Regions from separate parts of the Ovis aries genome. Here region 1 is linked to region 2. The links are chromatin contacts, called in public Hi-C maps. All regions are on one chromosome and are shown on one strand. Each heading gives the region's core, a stretch centred on a gene start, on an enhancer-like site or on the middle of the called end of the contact. The rest is flanking DNA. Distances are from core to core; before and after follow the strand shown.

What was found. Hi-C and Micro-C count contacts between places; a contact is called where the count stands out from the background.
Region 1: a Hi-C map of hypothalamus shows a contact between it and region 2, with 5 times the contacts expected there. The contact joins two enhancer-like sites. A contact is called at or near these places in 12 of 16 Hi-C or Micro-C datasets (blood, hypothalamus, liver and 6 more).

The regions. Positions count from the first base shown.
Region 1 is chr2:151,696,611-151,700,673 of ARS-UI_Ramb_v3.0, reverse strand. No RefSeq gene overlaps it. Among named protein-coding and RNA genes, the nearest start is that of UPP2, 63 kb to the right of the region's middle. Within about 2 kb of position 1,338, at least 5 of the 54 cell types and tissues checked have an H3K27ac peak or open chromatin away from gene starts, as enhancers often do. A contact at or near this core is called in hypothalamus, where this site is marked.
Region 2 is chr2:150,927,799-150,931,541 of ARS-UI_Ramb_v3.0, reverse strand. No RefSeq gene overlaps it. Among named protein-coding and RNA genes, the nearest start is that of DAPL1, 60 kb to the right of the region's middle. Within about 2 kb of position 1,456, at least 17 of the 54 cell types and tissues checked have an H3K27ac peak or open chromatin away from gene starts, as enhancers often do. A contact at or near this core is called in hypothalamus, where this site is marked.

The DNA.
Region 1 (4,063 bases), core at 89-2,588, 770 kb before region 2:
GAACAGCTGTCTTTCCCCAAACTGTAAGGAAATCTCCACAAGTTGACCTGCAGAGGGGCAGATTGGGATGTGAACTTCATGGGAAAAGATCTTATTAGAAGTCGTTTAGTTTAATTAGCAGTAGGGCCCCAACCTTGGGAAAACCCAGCAGAAGTCTAAGTGGCAGATTTCACAATGGCCACGAGGTGGCGATCTTCTGCATCTATTTGAAATGCTCTTGTTACCCAGTTTTAGCTTACTTTCAATATTAAACACATCATTAATTTTAAAAGTGTGTATTAATTTTAAAAGGATGCAGGTAGATATGATTTAACAGGTGAGACTTCAAACTTGCATTTCACTCAAATACTGACATGCTCTAGATGGAGGAATTTAGTGAGATTTCCACATCAGACCCCAGAAAAAGATAAAAATCTGTTTGAGAAAAGGTTGCGGTCCTTGCAAAATGAAAAGTGTCACTCAAAGAAAGTGTCTTAAAAGCTTTCTGGGAAGATGGTTTTCTTGAGAAGTAGCAGATGCACTTTGGTCATTGAAAAATAAAAAAGCATCATGTGGTAAAACTCCCTTTTCCCTGGTCCGTAGTCAAGATCAGAAAATGAAAGAGAGCGAGTAGGGGAAGAGAGAGAGGAAGAGAGGAAGGAGGAAGGGAAGAAGGAAAGAAAGGAAGGAAGGAAGCAAGAAGAAAAAAGCTCTGGGTAAACATACTAGCACCAGAAAATAAGAGCCACGCTGAAGTGAAACGAAGAGCCAAACTGTGGCACGGCTTGTGCGGACCTGAACCTTCTTCCCAGCCATTCTAGTGAGTTCCCCAGGAGGAACAGCAGCAGGTGGGGAAGCCAGTGGGCTGGAAGCAGAAAGAAGCCTTGGGATCACCACAGCTCAGCCTCAAGCTGTGCAGCACAGCCTTGGACCACCGGAAGGCCAAGTCACTGCCAAGATCACTGTGAGCCGGGGATCCCAGGAGCAGAGAGGCTAGCACTTGTGCTTACAGTGAGGTTAAGGCACCATTCCACAGGGACAGGCTGCAAAAGACTGTAAGAACCTCAGGCCAGCAGAGAGTGAAGGGGACAGCGTGGTCTTTGGGCTGTATTTGTACACATCTGTACACAATTGGCTTGATCTGTTCTAGTGAAAGTGTCAGTCTCTCAGTCGTGTCTGACTCTGCAACCCCGTGGACTGTAGCCCGCCAGGCTCCCCTGTCCAAGGACTCCTTCAGGCAAGAATACTGGAGTGGGTTGCCATTCCCTTCTCCATGGGATCTTCCAAGTTTGGTGCGGGAGCAGCCACAGGCCACAGCCTCACACTGAGAAAATACAATTCAGTGAGCGAACAATGTATTGGAGGAGGTTAGTAGGAGAGGGCTGTAGAGAGGGACAAGTCACACCCTCACTCTCTAAGGGCACAAGGGAAAGCTGGCTTCACATCCTGCCCCTGCCTCTCCCTGCTTCCTCTTCCATTGTGCTCTTGGTCAGGACAGGAAATGGCAGGAGAAAGAAAACTCTTTGAAAGAAGAAGAGCTGAGAAGGCTATTGTCTTAGAAGTTTGTAGAGTGCAGGAAAGAAAGAAAACCTTTCTCTTTTCTCTTATTCCCCCAGGGTGGGGCCAGAGGAAAGCCACAAGGTCCTGCTTGTTTTGAGGGACAGCCATCCTTTGGTTCAGGGGAAATCAGACAAGAGAGGATAGTGGTTGTCTGCAGAGAGGATAGCGGTTCTCTACACAGATCTAGTGTGTCTCAGGACTGCAGCCCAGGAGAACCTTCCCTGTGCTGCTGGGCAGCTGGAGGAGATGCTCACATGGCTGAGGAGAGGGGATACCTAAGAGACACCCCTGCCTTGGCAAGACCCTCTTCTATCGTGTTATCCATGGATCCAGGGAGATGAACTACTCAACGCTAGGCACACAGAAAGAACCTACTTGCCGAGCAGAAATGGAGATGCAGGCATAAGACTTGTGGACACAGTTGGGGAAGGAAAGGGAAGGATGACCTGAAAGAGTAATACTGGAACATATACGTTACCATATGTAAAACAGTCAGTGGGAATTTGCTGTATGATGCAGGGAGCTCAAATTAGGTACTCTGTGACAACCTGGAGGGATGGGGTGGGAGGTGGGAGGGAGGTTCAAGAAGGAGGGGGTCATATGTATACCTATGTCTGATTCATGTTGATGTATGGCAGAAACCAAACACGATATTGTAATGCAATTCTCCTCCAATTAAAAATTAAAATTGAAAAAAATCTTTCCAACTCTTGTGAGACTGCTGGGCCATATTTAAAGTAAAATACAGTAGGTGATACAAAGACAAGCAGTTCATTTAATGACCTTTAAATGAAAACCTTATCCCACACGCAGTATGAAAAATGCCTTGTCTTTGGGCATTTGGTTCTCTGACCTGGGGTGTCTCTTAGGTATCCCCTCTCCTCAGCCATGTGAGCATCTCCTCCAGCTGCCCAGCAGCACAGGGAAGGTTCTCCTGGGCTGCAGTCCTGAGACACACTAGATCTGTGTAGAGAACCATGTATCACTGACCTGGGCTGATTTCCTTACACTCAGGCAGTCAGCCCAGAGGCAGAAATGGAGAAACATAGAGGATGTTCACTATAAGAACCAATTTTTTTGGTCTTCATTGGTTTTTACCTTGCATGGCAGACTTCATGTTTGAAGATGAAGTTTCTGATCCACAATATGGGGGTGAGGGTGGTGTTCAGAGTGATTTTCTGATGAGTGGGAGTGGATTTGCATGAACTTTTTCACAGTGTCCCCTCTAGTCTCTGCATATCCATCAGTATTGTACAGGCAGTGTGTGTGTATGCTCAATCACTCAGTTGTGTCTGCCTCTTTGAGACCCCATAAACTAGAGCGCATCAGGCTCCTCTGTGCATGGAATTTCCCTGGCAAGAATACTGGAGTGGGTTGCCATTTCCTCCTCCAGGGGATCTTCCCCACCCAGGGATCGAACCCATGTCTTTTGCATCTCTTGCATGGCAGGTGGATTCTTTACCACTGTGCCACCTGGAAGCCTACAGGCAGTAGCCCAAGGAAGGCTCATAGACTGGCACAGGAGCCAGAACTCTGATGTGAGCCTTGTGGGCCCAGAACTTTCAGTAGCCACTCTGCCTGCTTCTATACCTCTCATCACACACTTCACACTCACATGCAAGACACTGAGTAAGGAATGAGCTTTCCTCAAACAAGCTGTCTTTGTAAGTATGAATGGTCAAAATGTAAAATAAGAAATAAAGGCAATCTCTCCCCAACTATTTGGAAATGTTAAACTAAATATTCAGTTTAAACTAATAATAAATGAAACGCACTATTCTCAGATCAACTGAACTATTCTCCAATTGTTATTGAATTTTATTAAAAAAAAAAGAATTATTTTAAAGAAATGTTTCCTCTGGAAGCAGATGCTGTGTTGACTATTGTCAGATTACCAGAATCTTAGATATTTTAATATCACTTTAGATTATTAGCTGCATTTCTTTAACTTCCAGTGAGTGCACCCTTGGTTCTGTCTGGTACCCATGCAGATGTTAGTCTCACAGGAAAGCTGCCGAATGGCCAATGTGTTGGATGCCTTGGCACAGTCACAGAATTATGGTATAGAGTAATATATACTCCTCACTGTAAGTAGAGTAACTATATAATTTATTGTCCAAACTGGGACACTTTTGAGACTATAGGAGGCACTATTAATAATTACTTCAGGAAAACAGATATAAACTTGGACCTCCTTACTTTTAGGCAAGGTATTTCACAGAAAGGAAGAAGAAGCAGATATAGATATTATTCAAAGGCTCATGGAATTTTTCATATTTTAGGTCAAGTTCTGTTTTATTGTAACAGTAAAATACAATTTTAAAAGTCCTGAGACAATTCAATCACTGCTAGTTTTGCATTTTTATAGAGGTCAGCTAATGGAAAGGATCTCCTTTTAAAAGGAGGCATAGAATCTTGATGTACATTTAGTAATTACTCCTGGGATAGTCACTCAAAATTTTAGTTGTTGAATTTTGCAAGCACTTAAAAAAGCAGAAAGGTGAGTGGTTGGGCTGTCAACCTG
Region 2 (3,743 bases), core at 207-2,706:
AAATTGCTTAAAATTCTATTCTAATAACTTATCCAGCACCCACCACCTCCCAAACACAAACACTTAGTATGTTAGAGTTAAGACAATGCTCAGGATGCTTCTAAGCACTGCAATAGGAGTCAGAAGACCATTTCCTGGCTGAAAGACACAACTTGTCTGAGCCTTCATTTCCTCCCATTAATTTCCTCTTGGTTAATTGCCATCTCTGAAAGTGGTCTCTCATTGTTCACATGTGCTCACTTGCTTCAGTTGTGTCCGACTCTTTGTGACCCTATGGATAACAGCCCGCCAGTCTGTCCATGGGATTCTCCAGGCAGGAATACTGGAGTGGGTTGCCTTTTCCTCCTCCAGGGGATCTTCCCAACCCAGGGATCAAACTCCCATCTCTTCTCTCTCCTGCGTTGGCAAGCAGGTTCTTTACCACTAGCACCATGGTACTCTTCAACAGGACTTTCTGCAATGATGGAAATGGTTTTGGCGCTGTCCAGTACAGTAGCCACTAGCTGTATGTATGGCCTAGGAGTTGAATTTTCCATTTTCTTTTCTTTTCATTTTAATATAAATAGCCACATGTGGCTAGTGGCTACTGTCATGGATAATAGAACCCTAGACTATAGTTTCCTAGACGCTGAGGCAGAAGTTTCTCCTTCTCCCATATCTCACCCCAGCCTTGAGTCAAGCCCTTGGCGGGCCCTTCATCAGTGCCTCTGACTGACTGATGCCACTTTGCACTGACTCAGAGCAGACCTCCCCCGACACAGCTGTGTGACGGAGGAGAGAAAAGTGAAGCTACCTTGGGAACAAGAGTGATACACTGCTTGCTCCACTCTGCAGTACTGGATCGCTTTATTATCTGGGTCATTATCAGGTCTGTTCCCGGCTGGGTTTGCATGTGTGCCTGTTAATTGCTTGTGTAAATAAGAATGACCCTGGGTGGTGAGAGGAGCTGCCCCCTCTTCGTCTTCCTGGTGCAGAGCTCTGCATTCTGGGTTGATGGCCTTTGTCCTGGTCTCCTGCGCACTTGAGCCCTTGCTGAGAACATAGAGGCTTTAAAGGGGAGGGAAAAAACCCACTCCAGGAGCTGAGCAGACTGAGTCCGTTCTTCAGCTCCTACCACTGTGTTCTGGAAGTGCCACCGCTAACCCTCTCTTGGGAGAAACAATGGCCCCTGTGAACAGGGCCCTTTCCTGGGAGCTCACGTTACCTCTCTCTCCATGGGCTCACATTACCTCTGTCTCCTCCAGGAAAAGGCCATGGCCGATCCTCAGGTAGATATGATGCCCTCCTCCCTGTTGTCATCAAGATGATCGAAGCCCTGCCATCGTTAGGTTGAATCTAGAAGGGTTTAGACGTGGGGGTTGTTTCTCGGCTTCGGTGAGGAGTAGCTTATTTGTAAACTCTCCCCAGCTTCTGAACTGAACCTTGAAACTCAATTCGCTGATGAAACTGTCTCTTCTCAGGGTATTTATTACGGTGTGTGCGCCACCTAGTGGCTGCTGTCTGAAATGCAGACAGTTCGGCCACCAATCTGTCGTCTCATTTTTCCTGGGTCAAACAAAAGACCTTAGGGAACCTGTCTTTGCTGAGTAAACTCCGTTTTCCTTCTACCTCCTCGCAGATGACCCTCTGCGATCCCAAACTCTCCTCTCGTGGAGCTCTCGTCCTAAGAGAAGCCTGGACGTCTTCCCGGGACTTTCCAGTGTCTGTCAAAAGAATTTTACAGGCTGCCTTGAGACTTAGAAAGCTGCTCAAGAAAGCATAGATGAGCCTTCCTGCTTATGTCCCAGGGCTTCACAAGCTCCCTTGGTGCCAGCGGCACTCTGAGCGGCACTCTGGCTGGGTTCCCCCACGTGGGATTCAGTCACCCAGGACTGAAGGGTGACTAGGGGGCCTTTTATCCTTCTTCCCGGGACCACATCTGCTACACATGGATGATGAGCTGTCCCTGGGGATGGACATCATGTTCAGGGAACCATAGCAAATATTTTATTGAAGTCATTGCTGTTTATTTTGTTTTATTGTGGCAAAATATACATATCATAAAATTTACAGTTTTGACAACTTCTAAGCGTGCAGTTCAGGGGCATTAAATACACGCACAGTGTCATGTAGCTCTCATCAGCTGTCCATCTCAGAGCTTTTTTGCCATTCCCTACCCAAAACCCTCACACTCTCCATGCAGTCACTCCCCATTCCTCCCTGCTGCCTGGCCCTGGTTACGCTGATCCTGCTTTCTGTGAATTTGCCTCATCGAACTAGATACCTTATATAAGCGGAATTATACAATTTTTGCTGTTCTGTGTCTGTCTTAGTCAAATATTTTTAGTTGTGGCTGTTTTACTTGGGCTATAGAGACCTTTCTTTTCTGTTTTCTCTGGAGGAGAAACGGGAAAGGAGTCAGCAAAATGAACTTAAACCTTGCCCTTGAGCCCGCGCCAGCCCTGGATGTGCTCTGCGGCTGGGTGTGCCTCTGAAAACTGCTGTGGTGTCGAGGAAAGGAGGAGCCACCAACCGAAATCTCTCAAAACAAACAAGGAAGAGTCCATTGTTCAGTGGCTTAGGCGAATCAGGTCTGGCCTGGCATTTCCTGGCCCAGGTTTACAGGGATCCTAAGGAGACAGTTCCTGTGAAGTCTGACGCCAGGGGCTGTCACTGAGGAGCCTGTGGGGACCTAGAGGGTCTGACTCTGATGGTTTGTGGCCGGGCAGGCAAGAGACAGCTCTGAGTGTCTGGATTTGGTGGTGGAGTGGCTTTGGGGTCTGTGTGACTGGAGGTAGCCTGAGGATTCAAGGGGGTTTGTGTCTATACTTCTTTCTTCCTCTATTCTGTAGGAACAAATTGTTTACCTATTGCATGAACAGAAAGGACCCTTTGGTAGAAACGGCTATTATTATGTGTGTAGGTTTCAACTCTGTTATGGAACTATAATTCTGAAAATGACACTTCCCAGGGAAAAAAGGGTTTAGAGTGCCAGAGTGAGTCATTGTACTGGTAACAATTAACACTTACACAGCATTTAAATGGCTTATAAAGCACTTTTCACTCACATGATCTCATTTTTCATCCCAAAGAACAGAAAGAGGCAAGAAGCATCTATAAATGGCACCAGGAAATGGTATATCATTTATTGGTGTCAATTAAGTGGTGGTTATCTCAGATCTGCCCATGGGCTTCAACTCTTTTCCTTGGCTGAAAAGAGGGATGCACTAGGAAGTTCTCCCAGGAACAAGGAAACCTGGCCTCTAGGCCAAGATCTTTTAGTTGATAAGTGGGACATGTTGAGTTCAACAGTAACTTATTTCTTTGCGGAACTTCTCAGAGCCTTTAACACGTTAGTGTGCAGTGTGACTTCCCCAAGGTGGCGTAGAGTACGTGTTTCTCACACGTATTTTATAATGGAAAAGTGTTTGAGACTGTTCCTTGGGACACAGTTTGGGAAGTACTGACTCAATAGGGTGGGTCCCTTGGACCAGGGCTACCAAAGAAATGGAGCCAAAGAGCTTTGCAGAGAGGTAAGGAAGCTGGAGATCTAAGCAGAATGGTCAGAACCCCATAGAAGGAGAGCACGTGGTGAGGGGCTCGCCCTTGGAGGAAGGGTAGAATAAGCCTGAAGGCAGGATGTCCAGCCACAGAACTTCCCATGGCTGTCCAACTCATTCGAGCAAGATCGGTGCAGCATCTGCCCTTCCAGTCTCTACCAGGTGGACAGCAGTGGGATATGGAAGAACCTGCATCTGCTCAGG